Regions from separate parts of the Mus musculus genome. Here all the other regions are linked to region 1. A link is a contact called in public Hi-C and HiChIP or PLAC-seq data. All regions are on one chromosome and are shown on one strand. The core of a region is the stretch at or near the end of the contact, and the rest is flanking DNA. Distances in the headings are between cores, read along the strand shown. Region 1 holds the start of Igf1r (insulin-like growth factor I receptor). Region 2 overlaps Igf1r (insulin-like growth factor I receptor). Region 3 overlaps Fam169b (family with sequence similarity 169, member B).

Region 1 (4,638 bases), core at 1,718-4,217:
GTAAGAGTGAGTGGGTAGGCAGGAGATAATCACAGAAGAAAGTGAAAGTCAACATCCTTTTCAAGGTCAAGGTGGAGCCTAAAGGAAAGGAAACTTTCATCCTATCCTTCCCTTAACCTCTCTATCTAAAAGTGGGACAGCATCTTATTGATGTCCTACTACTTTAATAAAACATTTAAAAAAATCCACAGGTATTTTTGGTACCAAGCAAATAAACAACTTAAGGCACTAAAGCAAACCTCTGCTTCCCTTACAAACACCAGCTAGTTATTTCTCTTTGTTCTATATACGTATGTTTGCAGGGGCAAATGTGCAAACATTTTCATAACTAATATTAAAAACATATTGCATTTAAAGATTTTTGTGTGTGTGTTGGACAAACCTAAACAGCATTGCTAAGCTTAATCTACAAGTATGCATCAAAACATTCTGAAATCAAACCTACTGTTATTCCTCTGCATCTGAATTATATGCTGAGAGCACCAGGCTGGAGTTACTAAGGACCCCTTCGGTGCAGGGAATGCTCTGAAGAAATACTTTGATATTAGAAACCTGGATTTGTATTTTTAAATGTTGCATCTAAGTGAAAGTTCTAATGTATTTATTTCTTAACGTTCAGGAACATCTAAAACTGGCACAATTTATTTTAAAAACAAGGCAAGTTTCCGGTAAACAAAACAGCCCTATGTATGTACTTTTCTTTCCTTCCTTCGGAAACGTTCCTTCTATAGAACCGATTCACTGAACGTAGCTCAACATTTCCAAGGGAAAAACTGATTCAGATGATACAGAAAAATATGGGCTTAGTTTCCTTTACGGTAGCTTTTGATTTGTTTTCAGCTCTAAATTTAGTAAAAAAAAAAAAAAAAAAAAAAAAAAAAAATCCCTTATGAAAGATGGGGTGCATATAAATGCAATGCCGAAATCTTTTACTATTTGAGTAATGAAAGAAACCTTTCTTTGCTACAGAACTGGTCCTCTCCACCAACCAGACAGTCCGACTGTTTATAAGACAAACACTTCTATTTGATCCAGACATTCCCAACTCTTATGAGCCATCTTTTTATTTATCGTGGATATCAATTAGCCTGAGTCATGAAGCCCGACCGCATTAAGGGCGACACGTGATCAAATCACTATTTTTAAAAGTCCACGTATTTCAAACTCCTTTCTCTAGCCATTGCTGGTTTCTCCCCCTTTGAGGACCTGGCCTCCGCAGTGTTTGTTCATTAGATGGCAGTCCTGGGAAAGCCTCGTCTTGGGGAAACCTCTCCCCTGGCACAGTTGAGAAAAAACACCGAGGAGACTTGGGCTGGTGCTAGTTTCAAGTCACTTACAGATCAAATGAAGCTAGAGGGACGCGGAGGGGAGGGGGGAATGGAGGCAGGTGCGGGTGGGTTTCTGCAGTGGCCACCGATTCCGGGTGGCGGCCGCACATTCCTAAGACTGGGACCCGAGCCAGACGACGTTGTCCGGGTTAGGGTCCCCGCCCGCAATCCCCTCCCTGGGAAGCCCTCGGACACGCCCCCCAGCTGCGGGTTCCCGCAGCCTGACACGCGCTGCGGTCCTTCTCCGCAGCTGCCCACGTGGTGGAGCACGGACCAGCACGATGCGGTGGAGCGCCCTCAGGGCGGGAGAGGAATGGGGCTGGGAGGCCCGGCTAGCACGACCCAGCCGAGTCGGTCCCCGACTCGGGGCCCCCACATTTCCTCCCCCGGAGGGAGGGAGGCGACATTCCCGGAGCCAGCCCTCCCAGGCTGCGGTCGCGCCCTCTGGCGGCCGCCGCGGAGACGGGTCCTGGGCACGAGGGGCCGCCTGTCTGGGTTCCCTTTCCAGGGCTGGGGGCCCGCGGTGGAATCGCTGTGCTTCGAGAATAGAGCCTCGCGGACCGCACCCTGTCCGCTCCCCGACTGCGCGCAAGCACCGGAACACCCAAGGAGCGCCGCCACGGGCGCCCAAGCCTGGCGTGGAAAGTGCCTTGCGTAGCAGTCTTCAGGGGTCCCCTTTCCCCCAGGTGTGCCCCTCCCGTCGCGTCCGGGCTTTCCACCACACTGCGAAAAAAATGCCGCATGCATGCACTTATTTATTTATTTTGCAACAGCTGCAAGAAACAATGAAGCTTTTTCACGGAGTCGGCCAGCGCGCTCTCCAGCCGCGCTGTTGTTGTTTTCAATGAAGCTCCGAGGCCGCACTCCCCGCCCACCGCGCCCGCAGCCCGCCCGCTCTGCTGCCCGCCCGCCCTGCCGCCGCCCCCCTGGCCACCGAGTCCCACCGGCGCCCCGGGCATTGTTTTTTGGAGTCCTGCGGGAGGGGAGGGTGCGGACAGGGCCGGCCGGCGCAGTGCGGGTGGGGGCGGAAGCGTGGGCGCGCGCGTGGCTCAGTGTGCGCGCGGGGGCCGGCGCGGGTGGAGGCGCGGGGGGCGGTGCCTCCTGGGCCCGGCTCCCCACGCCCGCGCTCCGCTCCGCACGTCCCTGCGATCCCGAACTCCGGCTCTTGGCGCCTGCCGAGTCGGGGCCCGGCCCTCGGCGCGCCGGGACTGCGGCTGTAGCCGCTTGGAGTGTGCGCGCGGGCACGTGTGCGCGGCCCCGAGAGCGCGCGCGTAGAGCCCCCAGTGTGTGGCGGCGGCGGCGGCGGCGCGGTGAGGCTGAGGTTCTTGTTTACCAGCATTAACTCCGCTGAGCGGAAAAAAAAAGGAGGGGGGGGGGGAACCGAGGAGGAGCGAGCGCACCGGGCGAACTCGAGAGAGGCGAGCGACAGGGAAGCTGCCTGCGAGCCTGTCCCGGCGCGCCCGGCGCTCGCAGACCCTCGGCCCCGCTCTCCGGACCCTCCACGCCTCTCCCCGTGCCTGCGAGAGCTCCACGGCACGCGGCGTGCTCGGCTTTGACCTTCAGCGAGCCGGAGCCCCCGCGCACGGAGTCGGCGGCGGGCGGGGGCCGACGCGGGGCGGCGGGAGCGCTGAGCGCTGCGCGGCCGCCGCTTTGTGTGTGTCCTGGATTTGGGAAGGAGCTCGCGGCGGCGGCGCTGAGGGAGGAGGCGGCGGCGAGCGGAGCCCAGAGGAGGAGGAGGAGCCGGAGGAGGGGGAACCGCTCATTCATTTCCACTCCGCATTTCTGCCCCTCGCCGGCCTCGCCCGCGCCCGGGACTTCGGACCAGTCTCGCCAACTGCGTCGCGCTCTCCCGCCGCGTAGGCTCCGGTGGTCGTTCCCTCCGGGGATCGGGTGGCGTTTGTCCTCGCCTGCGGCGATTTGGGCTTTGCTCCTCTTTCTGTACAGTTTTCCTCCTTCTTCTGCATCTCTGCGTTTGCAAATGGAGGCCGACGACGCCGACAGCCCGCCCCGGCGCGCCCCGGCTTCCCGACTCCGCCGCCCCGTGGGCCGCTGCTGCCGGCGCTGAGGGGCCGCCCCGCGCCACCCTCCTTGTCCACGCCGCTTTCCGAGGATCGTCGCCTGCGCTCTTGTTTTTGGACGAGAGTGAGGACTGAGTTGGAGACTTTTTTTTTCTTTTTTTCTTTTCTTTTTTTTTTTTTTTTCTATTTTTGAGAAAAGGGAATTTCGTCCCAAATAAAAGGAATGAAGTCTGGCTCCGGAGGAGGGTCCCCGACCTCGCTGTGGGGGCTCGTGTTTCTCTCCGCCGCGCTCTCTCTCTGGCCGACGAGTGGAGAAAGTGAGTATTTGCCCGCCGCCCGCGGCCACTGCGGGAACTTTTCCTCCGAGGGGCTGCGCCCTGTTTGGGAAAACCCAGTTGCCACGGGCGCAGCTGTCGGACTTCGGGGCTCGGGAGTGGAGGGTGGGGCTCTCTCGGAAGGCCGGAGTAGAGCAGGGCCCGAGAGTTCACGACTCAGGAGCTCCTAGAGCCCTAGCTCAGCGCATCTGCGCGCGGGAAGGGCCTTAGGGCTTTCTCTTTCGCTGTCCGGGGAGCGCTGTCCCGCACGCGGCCTGGTGGGTGGGCAGTGCCTTCTCGCTGGCGGGTCAGGGGCAGCCCCCGCGTAGGCGCTTGGTGGGGAAGTTGGCGTCTGGGTGGCCTCGGGAACCCCGCTACTCTCGCCCCCCCCCCTCCGGGGCGCTCCACTTGGCACCCCAGCGCCCATCCCGCGCAGCTCACCATGACAGCACCCTTGGAGGCTCCACGGGTGGTTGCTGGGGTAGACCTAGTGCTCCGTGGCGGCAATTCGGAGCCTCCTACCCTGCGGGGTGTAAGTTGTTCTTGAGGGGGAGATACAGGATGGTTGGAAGCCTCGCGGCCCCAGGACACGTTTCCAAACATCAGGGCGCAGCCTCCTATCACCCAACTTGTTGGGCCCATCGACCCCCTCAGGTTCTTGGCCTTTCGCTTCTCTGGAGCCTGTGGGCGTCTACCCACCTACCCCAAGGCTTGATAACTTGGACAGTCCAGTGTGGCCTTGGGGTGCAGGGTGTGCCCACCATTTTCCTCTAGGAAAGTGTGAACTTGGGACTTTCTTCGTGGGGGGAGGGTTGGATGATCCTCGGCTTAGGGGCTCTCAGTTTCTATCCAGCTCTGGACACTTTTTTCCCAGAGCGTCTTAGTAAGAGGAGATAGGTACGTCCACCCTTGTGCAGAGTCGACGTGCTTTTCCACACACACGTGTTCAGCGCGGATTTAGGTGCATCCACAGCCACA
Region 2 (4,242 bases), core at 1,535-4,034, 270 kb after region 1:
TCTAATACACTGGAGAGGATTGGTGGTGCTGGGGACCGCACGCTCACTCTTCCTTCCAGCCCCTCTGCTCTGCCACTATGATTCAGGAATCAACAAGGATGGAGTCAGTGTAGCCCAGGTATTTAGGATAATCTTCCTGCCTCAAACTCCCCTAGTGCTTGGATTGCAGCCAGTGTTACTGCTGGTGCCCAACTAAAACTTTATATTGGAATTTGAATTCCTCTCGTTTTCTTCTTATAAAATACTCCTATTTGGGGGTGGGGCGTGGGGGACTTGTTAATTTGTTTGTTTTTGCCCCAGCTGTTGGCAAGTGTAAAAAAAAAAAACCCTCTTGCTTGGGAGGGCCTTACAAAACTGAATAGACAGCAGGCCATATTGAGCCACTGACTGGTCCGTGGCCTGCTGTGCCCTGCAGCATCTTCACGGAGAACACTGCCACTGTGGCCTTTCTAAACTGACCTCCGAAGGCGTACAGGATGCAGGGGGCCTGCCTAGAGAAGCTCTGGGTTCTGAGTGCTGTTATAGCTTTACTTTGACCTCAGTGGTGCAGGGCAGTCCTACTCGTCCATTGCGAGAATAGTCAGTATGTGGGCAAAGGTGAAAGGATGGAGTAGGAGCATGGCTGCCTCTGAGTCTGTGTAAGGGTGTGCCCCACCAGCCTTGGTTAGGATACCAGGATCAGCACTGTCTCACGAGCTGAGAAACCGTTCAAAAGAGCAGGTGTGAGTTTTGTTCCTGTGGTTTGGGCCTGGTCACAGGAGAGGTATTGTTGGTTTTTTTCTTTTCTTTTATGCTGGAGCAAACATTTGTCTGAGAAACTCATGGAACTCCTGAAGTTGATCCATCCCCAGCTGCCTGGATTTTTTTTTTTTTTTTTGGTATGAATTTAATATGCTTGGGAAGGAGCCACCTGCTATGGGAAAGGCAGTGGACTTCCTGTTCCCAGCATAGAGAGGAGGAAGCTTACACACGGAGGCCGCTCTTGGATGCGAAATGATTGATTCAGGAGGCCTTTTTGCTTTGCCATTCAGAACCCCCTTGGCAGATCGGTCTCCTTTCTAAGAAAAGAACAGAGTGAAGGGAAGGGAGCCGGGCTGCTCCAGTAGGGAGTGTGGTGCCCTGATTTGGCTGAGACGCTGATGAGAGGAAGATGTGTTCTGTGAAAGGATTTTTTTTTTTTTTTTTTGGCACAGTAAGCAAACACTCTTGGGAGTAGTCTGAAGCCTGTTGGGTCTCACACGTAGAGGAAGGACTTCCATGGTGTGGTTCTGAGGCAGGAACAGCCCTTTCTCTGGCCATGCTTTGGTCTCGTCGTCCCTACACATGAACCAGTCTGCTTCAGGAGTAGCTAAGTATCCAGCCTTGTGTATTACAAAGTGTTCTAGCTTTAGAGGAAAGGCTGCCACCAAACACCAGGGTATCCAGGTCTGACTGTCAGTGCAATAGCTCAGTTTGAATTGATCTAGCAAATTCTGTGAGGCTGGGTCAGGGGAGCCTATCATTCCCATCTTTACCCCTGGGTTTCAGGGCTTTGGACACAGATTTGTCAGTGAACCCTGCTGAGGTCAGGGGCCAGTCCCAGAGTTCACGGAACCTGGAGATCCTGAAACAGGTTCCAGCCCTCGTGCTGCAGAATGGGACGACGATGTAAGCTCAGCCACAGAATTGATCCATTTGATCCATTAACATCTCCAGAGCTCACATGCCAAGTCTTCGGGATGCGGGATTCAGGAAGGAACTTGAACGTTTTACTAGCCGAGCGTCACCAGCTCAGATGCAGCTGAGACATACTCAGTCCAATCTGACTACTTCTGTACTTTTCCTCTCCACCCCCAGGAGGCTGGGAATCCCAGTCTGGTTTTGTCGAGATAAATTGAATAGAGTCATCACAGGCAGGTGACAGTGTCTGCTGGACGGTCCCTGGCATCGACTGTGTGCCAGCAACTGGGCTATATAGCATCCCCGTCTAGGTCCTGGCCCTAAAACAACCTTAGTTGCTTGAGATGCTAGAGGAGGACCCACTCAGTCCCGTAGGCCCTTCTGAAAGTCTGATCCCTGCTAAGAGTCACTACTACCTGGTACAGTACTAACAGGCGGCAGCAGGGGTACTGTATACATGAGGTCCTGGGCATATTTCAGTTTGCCAGTGCCTCACATAGATGGCAGCCTGTCCAGCTGAAGACACGGGGTGTGCTTGGGGGCTCAGAAGCCAAGTGAGGAATGGGCATAGCGGTGGGCGTACACCCCAGGATAGCACTCACTTCTAGAGGGATAGGTGTGCACCTTCACAGAGGGACATATTCTGTAAATCGCGGCTCCAGCTCATCAGAGCTGTCCAGTGGTTTTAAAGTGTGCTTTTTAGAGGGAGCATTTTATCAGCTTATTAATCCCAGAGTCTACTGGAGAGTTTTCTTGTGGAAAGAGTATTTAAAAAAAACAAAACAAAAAAAAAACAAGGTCTTAAATCGCACAGAGCAAAAAAGACTTCCTTTTATGGGCAGCCCTGGAAGGGCTGACTCTGGGATGATTTAAAAGAGGCATCACATGGCTTGTTTTTACTGATGTCACCTCATCCCTACCCTGCCCGTGGCACCTCCTCAGCCCCACCCCCCACCCCTGGCCACGGGGCTTGGGGCCAGACACATCTCATGTTCTTGCCCCCGGTTGCACTTTTCTATTCAGGGCTAGGCCTGTCAGCCAGAGAGGAAATTGCAGCCTGGCCACGGAGCTAAGCTCCTTGTGTCTGCTTCCCATTCCGATTAATCCTTCGGGAAATGATGGGGACCGGGGAGAACAAGCTTCTGCAGCAGCTAACCAGAGCAAGCCGGCTCAGGAGATCTGACTGTCTGTAGACAGTCGGGAGAGCGCCGTCTGCTAGCAAGACCATGGTTACTTACAGTAAAGCTGCATTGTCTGACAGCCTCACGCCGTTCCAGCTCACTCCCTGTGTGACTTCAGACAAATGATCAAATGCTGTGGTTGGTGCTTTTCCCTTATGCATACAATGAGGATGTGTTGTAATCATTGGAGTAAAGAGACATCTCTGGCTCTCGGGGACTGACGTGACTCCCGGGCCTAGAGCTTTTAGTACCTACCTGCAACCTGTCATGTGCCACTAGGACCAGTCACTTAGAGCCAGTGAGAATACCTAGTTAGCCTGGTCTTTGGTCCAGTTTGTTTTCCTCCGTCGAGACATTGGCCACTTAATTGGGATTTTTCTTTACCTCCAGAGGAGTAGGCAGTAAATATTGTAAGGTTCCTAGCTAAACAGCCGCTGTCTCAACTACTCAGCCTACAAAGGAGCTTAGAAACAGCCACAGGTGCTGTGTAACCAGCTCTGCTCTGGTACAATTCCGCTAACAACAGGCTCCAAGCTGCACCTGGCTCCGCTGTAATTGGTTGGCTTCACCCTGGGCCTCCAGAGTGCTTAATTCTTGGAGGTGGATCTCCAATGCACCTTTTTTCAGTTTTAAGATAACTACCTTCCACCTGGCCTGACTTGATCCTACAGAGTCCAAGGAAGCTGGCCAGATGGGCAAGAGTGGCTTTCTCTGCACAGGCAACTTCATGCCTACCAATAGGTTGCTTTCACACGCCTTTACCCCTGTGGGATTATTTGCTTTGTAAAGAAGTGTCCTGGTGGCCCAGTGATCAGCCTGGTAGAATGTTAGAAGCCTGTTCAGGGTGCTTTGAGATTCCTATATGTTCGAACTTCCATTTGTGGGTTTTAGTGTAAAGCGTCTGTTGAGCCAGGAGTTTTTATAAAACACAGTTTCCTGGAGGAGCATAGGTGGAGAGTGCTTTGGTCTCACACGCCTGTGATTGAGAGCTGCTAGGTACCCCTTTCCCTCAGAATCATGACCACCCTGTCCTTGTTTTCTGTCGGGCCTGTGTGTCTGTCCATCCGTCAGAGCCCAGGTGTGGTTCACTGCATGGCCTGGGTTGCAGAACTATGACTTGACGAGGGCATCAAGGGAATGAACAAAGAGTGTGCACTTGGGTATAGAGAAACGGGGACTGCGTGGACTGGGCTCTGGAAGCTCAGTATGTTTAGCGTATATATTTGAACAGAGAGGCAGATTACTGCATGCAGATAAACAAGGAAGCAGGATTATTATATACAGCTGAACATGGAGGCAGGTTTAGCCATCTCTGCAGGGAAGCCGTCTTGAGGCTGTAAACTTCCAGGGGAAGGACGTGACAGTGGACATATTCTGCACACACTGTCAGCACTTGCAACTC
Region 3 (4,622 bases), core at 1,784-4,283, 370 kb after region 1:
TAAAGATTCTTTACCATCTTGAAATGGTGTGTCTTTCCACAGCTGGTCTAGAAAACTACTTTCTGTTCAGTAAGTGCTGACTGAAATGTCAACATCTGTTCACTTTCAGTTTGGAGAATAACTTTATAGTGTCGTTTCTCCTATTGGACAATTAAAGCACTGTTTATGCTCTATGGCTGGGCTGATGGTTCAGGGAGAAACTTTGTTTTGCAAGCATAAGGTCCTGAGCTGGAATGTCCAGCACCCATGCAAAAAGCCAGGCATGACTGTGTCTACCCAACCCGGGGGTGGAGGTGGTAGTGGTGGTGGTGGTGGTGGTGGTGGTGGTGGTGGAGGAGACAGGTGAACCCTTGAGAGTTCCCTGAATGGCCAGCAGAGACAAGATGGCAACCTTTCTCCTCAGTAAGAGCCTGTCTTAATACAGTAAGACCAAGAGTGACTGAGGAAGACACCCAAGGTCCTGCTCTGGCCTCTGTGTGGGTGTCCATGGTCACATGTCAAGTACACGCACCTTACCAACACACCAAGCAACACATACAGATTGAAAATTTTAAATTAAGTCCTGTTTTTTAAGCAAGTTTCATTGACATGCAATTTGCATACCATAAATTTACTGTAAAAAAAAAAATATATATATATATAATTCCATGATGTTTAAGGGTCTTCAATCAACCACTTTCATAACACTTTCATCATTCTAATTCTGTTCTTGGCTGAATGACAGTCCAGTGTATGGATGGACATTTTATTATCCCGTCTTCGGTTGATGGATATTGAGTAGTGTGTGCTTCTTAGCTTTCACGAACCTCTTTGTATGACTTTTTATGAGAACATGCCATTTTGAATTTTCTTGTATATAAACCTAGAAGCATAATTATTGGTCACATGGTTTCTTTCTTTCTTTCTTTCTTTCTTTCTTTCTTTCTTTCTTTCTTTCTTTCTTTCTTTCTTTCAGATCTATTTATTTAGTGTATGTGAGTACACTGTCATTCTCTTCAGACATCAGAAGAGGGCATTGGATCTCATTACAGATGGTTGTGAGCCGCCATGTGGTTGCTGGGAATTGAACTCAGGGCCTCTGGAAGAGCAGTTAGTGCCTTTAACCGCTTTAATCTCTCCAGCCTGGTATCTCTCCAGCCTGGTATCTCTCCATTTCATGTTTTGAGGAACTGCCAGGATTCCCTGCACAGTAACTGTACCACCTGACTTTCCCACCGGCAGTGTCCACAGGCTTCAGTCTCTCCATGTCCTCAGCAATATGAACTGTCGTATACTTCCTCTAGTCTCCATCTGTGGTGGGCATGGGAATGTCCCCCACAGTTCCAAGTACTTGAACACTTGACCCCCAGTTAATTGTGCTGTGTGTGGGGTTATGGAACCTTTAAGAAATAGAGCTTTGCTGAAACATGTCACTGGAGGAGGGCATTGAGGTTTTAGGATCCTGTCCCACATCCTGTTCTCTGTCTGTCTGTCTGTCTGTCTGTCTGTCTGCCTGTCTGTCTCTGAGTCTGTGTCTCTGTCTCTCTCTGCTTCCCATGTCTGGGTTTAATGTGACCAGCCAGTTTCCTGCTCCTGCTGTCTTGCTTTCCCCGACCTGTCACCATCTCTTTCCCACCATGATATCCTCTGTCCTTCTGGAACTTTAAGGCACAATAACCCTTTTCTTCCTTAAGGTGCTTGAGGTAATGGTGTTTTCACCACAGCAGCAGACCAGGAGCTCATACATCATCCTGTAGGTGTGAAGTGGTACCCTGTTGATGTGTGGATGTGCAGTCCCTGATGGCTAAGGATACTGAGCATCCTTCTTTATGTTCATGGGCCATTTGTATGTTGTGATGGTCTGTATGTGCTCTGCCCAGGGAATAGCACTATGACCCTGTTGAGTAGGTGGGTCACTGTAACTTTAAAATCTTCATCCTAGCTGCCTGGAAGTCAGTATTCTGCTAGCAGCCTTCAGATGAAGATGTAGAACTCTCATCTCTGCCTGCACAATGCCTGCCTGGATGCTGCCATGCTCCCACTTTGGTGATAAAGGACTGAATCTCTGAACCTGTAAGCCAGCTTCAACTAAATGTTTTTTAATAAGTTTTGCCTTGGTCATGGTGTCTGTTCACAGCAGTAAAACCCTAACTAAGACATATGCTCTTCTTGGAAGAATGCCTGTTGATCCTTCCTGAGCCCACTTTTAGACTGGGATATTTGAACTTTTGTTGTTGAAATGTGTTTCCCACATATTCTCGGTGCGAGCCATTTGTCACATATTTGTGATTAAGAAACATGCACGGCTCTTTTCCCATTCTGTAAGCTGCCTGTTTAAAAAAATTACACCCGGATTCAGTAGACTCGGTAGATGTTATTATAGATGTTCTGCAAGGTTTTCTTCCAGAAAACTAGTGCTGCCTCGAGACTCAGCAAAGGAACACGACGCATGTTGCCCCAGGCCCTTTGTGGGCACAGTGGCTATTTGGTGACTGCTGGTGCTGGTGCTGAGTGCTGATCAGACTCTGATAGAATGTTCCAGAATGAGAGTGGTTGCTTTTCTCACTTCCCATCCCTTCCAAGTTTAGATTAGGAGCCCACCTCTGAGTTTCTGAGTGTGCGCTGTACAGTTGTTTATGTTCTGAATAGAAAGAACTTAACAACGTGCGCTGTGACATTCTGTGCTCTCACCCCACCCCGTACTTGTTGGTAAGGCTTTGTCTTTGCTTGCTTTTTTTTTTTTTTAATAGGTTTTTTTCTTAGCGACTTATTTTTCACAAATTACTAGAAAAAGCGTCTTTAATGCTCTCTTTGTTAATGTAATTAGTGGTCCCAGTGAGAGCTTAGAAATGGATCTTAGTTTGATGTTTTCGGAAATGCTTATAAGTCAAAATCACATGTCACGCATTTTTTCCTTCCTGTAATGGAATTGGACAAATTAAGCACACTCCCTTTTCTGCCTTCTTCTCTTGCCAGTGTTTGATTGGATGCTTCCCCTCTGCCACATGGAGTCTGCTCTCTACTCCACTTTCCCTCTGGTTTCATAAGTTGAAAAAAAAACACAGCCTCCCAGATGATACCCATTAGCTCTGAGACCAGCTTGTCTCAAAGCTGAACTTCATCTGGCTGCCACTGTCTGAGATAGAAAGGGAATCCGTCAGATCTGAACGTGCCTTCCTCTTCTAAGAGCTGGCTCCAGATGAGGGTGACATATCTTCACATTCTGCACCAACGAGGAAGTTTGTGGACCCTGGACCCTTGGTGCCGGATGTTATGGCATTGCAAGCTGCCTTATTAACTGTTTTTAAAGTGTGTCAGTATGGTGGATCAGTGGGTAAAAGTGGTTGCCGTGGCGGCCTGATGACCTAAGTTCGATTCCCCCGACTCCATGTTAAGGTGGAAGGAAAGAACTGACTCCACAAAGTTGTCCTGTGGCCGCCATATGTGTACCATGTGTCTACACATGTACATCTTGTCCTAATGTGCATGTGTGCGCATGGTGCATGTATGTATGTGTATGTGTGTGTGTGTGTGTGTGTGTGTGTGTGTGTGTGAAAGACAGAGAGAGAGAGAGAGAACACATAGACATACAACGATAATAACAGACAGTGTTTTAGAGCTCACTCAGTCTCTCCTCCCCTGAACTGAATCTCAAAGAAGGCTGAATGGCCGAGATCTCCCAGGAAATGAAGCTGAGATCCCGCAGCTACAGGTGATGGTGTTGAAGATGATGAGGACGATTTGGGTCTGGTATTAAACATAAACCTGGGGTAGGTGGCTTAGTTGGTAAAGCGCTTGTCATGCAGGCATGAGGACCTGAGTTCAACACCTGGAACCCACATAGAAAGTGGGACATGGTGGCACATGCAATCCCAGAGCCGAAGAGTCAGGGGCACACGGATTCCTGGGCTCACAGGTCAGCCAGCCTTTGGTGAGCTCCAGATTCAGTGAGATATTCTCTCTGTCTCAAAAATTAAAGGGGACGGCACCTGAAGAGTGATATCTAGTGTGGACCTCTGGTGCACGTGCGCGTGCGCTCGCGCACACACACACACACACACACACACACACACACACACACACACACACTCACTCACATACACTTTCTTTCACACATGGGCATGCACACACCCACACACCAACATATAAACACACTCCCTAAACAGGAACATACAACGTAAATAAGTAAAGCTGACAGTAAAACTGCGCACTGTTGCTGGCAGTGGATGGTTCCTTTCCCAAAGCCTCAGGTCTGGTGGATGAGGAAGCAGGAGGGATGTAACTGCTGTTTGGGCTGGTTAAGTAGGTGTGCTGTTTGGGATGGAGGAGCCCTGGCCTGTTAACCCCGGCCAGCATCTTGAGATAGCCCTAGGCCAGCTGTCTCAAGTTGTCTTTCGAAGGAGACAGTAAAATCGGTCCACATTCTCACTTAAACTTTTTGAGCTTCAGTGTCTGCGCCTGTAAGCAAGACCCTCCCCAGCTGATGAAAGTCAGGTGACAACATGTGGGCGTGGATCTGGAGGTACACACACGCACACGCACACGCACACGCACGCACACACACACACACACACACACACACGCATGGACGTGCGTCCATGCCCACGCCTGCGTCCATGCCCACACATGCACCTTGGCTGTCA

The links. Hi-C and Micro-C count contacts between places; a contact is called where the count stands out from the background. HiChIP or PLAC-seq counts read pairs in DNA pulled down with a chosen protein or histone mark.
Region 2: a Hi-C map of uterus shows a contact between it and region 1, with 4 times the contacts expected there. The contact joins the enhancer-like site here to the promoter of Igf1r in region 1. A contact is called at or near these places in 1 of 39 promoter capture datasets (neural stem cells), 5 of 484 Hi-C or Micro-C datasets (cerebral cortex, forebrain, rod photoreceptor and 1 more), 13 of 115 datasets of contacts at active chromatin or transcription factors (T-cell acute lymphoblastic leukemia, bone marrow-derived macrophages, cardiomyocytes and 10 more) and 3 of 9 other capture datasets (adipose tissue, embryonic stem cells and pancreatic islet).
Region 3: an H3K4me3 HiChIP or PLAC-seq map of craniofacial prominence shows a contact between it and region 1, with 4 times the contacts expected there. The contact joins the enhancer-like site here to the promoter of Igf1r in region 1. A contact is called at or near these places in 1 of 39 promoter capture datasets (neural stem cells), 1 of 15 datasets of contacts at CTCF or cohesin (the NIH/3T3 cell line), 2 of 484 Hi-C or Micro-C datasets (embryonic fibroblasts and embryonic stem cells), 17 of 115 datasets of contacts at active chromatin or transcription factors (the NIH/3T3 cell line, Th17 cells, craniofacial prominence and 11 more) and 1 of 9 other capture datasets (liver).

Annotation. Positions count from the first base shown.
Region 1 is chr7:67,949,290-67,953,927 of GRCm38.p6, forward strand. It overlaps Igf1r (insulin-like growth factor I receptor), which reads left to right and starts at 2,968. Exons shown (of 21, transcript NM_010513.2): 1 at 2,968-3,663. The coding sequence starts at 3,570.
Region 2 is chr7:68,220,842-68,225,083 of GRCm38.p6, forward strand. The region is part of intron 20 of Igf1r (insulin-like growth factor I receptor); the gene reads left to right. Among named protein-coding and RNA genes, the nearest start is that of Pgpep1l, 41 kb to the right of the region's middle. Within about 2 kb of position 2,785, at least 70 of the 459 cell types and tissues checked have an H3K27ac peak or open chromatin away from gene starts, as enhancers often do. A contact at or near this core is called in T-cell acute lymphoblastic leukemia, adipose tissue, craniofacial prominence and 2 more, where this site is marked.
Region 3 is chr7:68,323,393-68,328,014 of GRCm38.p6, forward strand. All of the region lies in intron 4 of Fam169b (family with sequence similarity 169, member B), which reads left to right. Among named protein-coding and RNA genes, the nearest start is that of Gm16158, 28 kb to the right of the region's middle. Within about 2 kb of position 3,034, at least 4 of the 459 cell types and tissues checked have an H3K27ac peak or open chromatin away from gene starts, as enhancers often do. A contact at or near this core is called in craniofacial prominence, where this site is marked.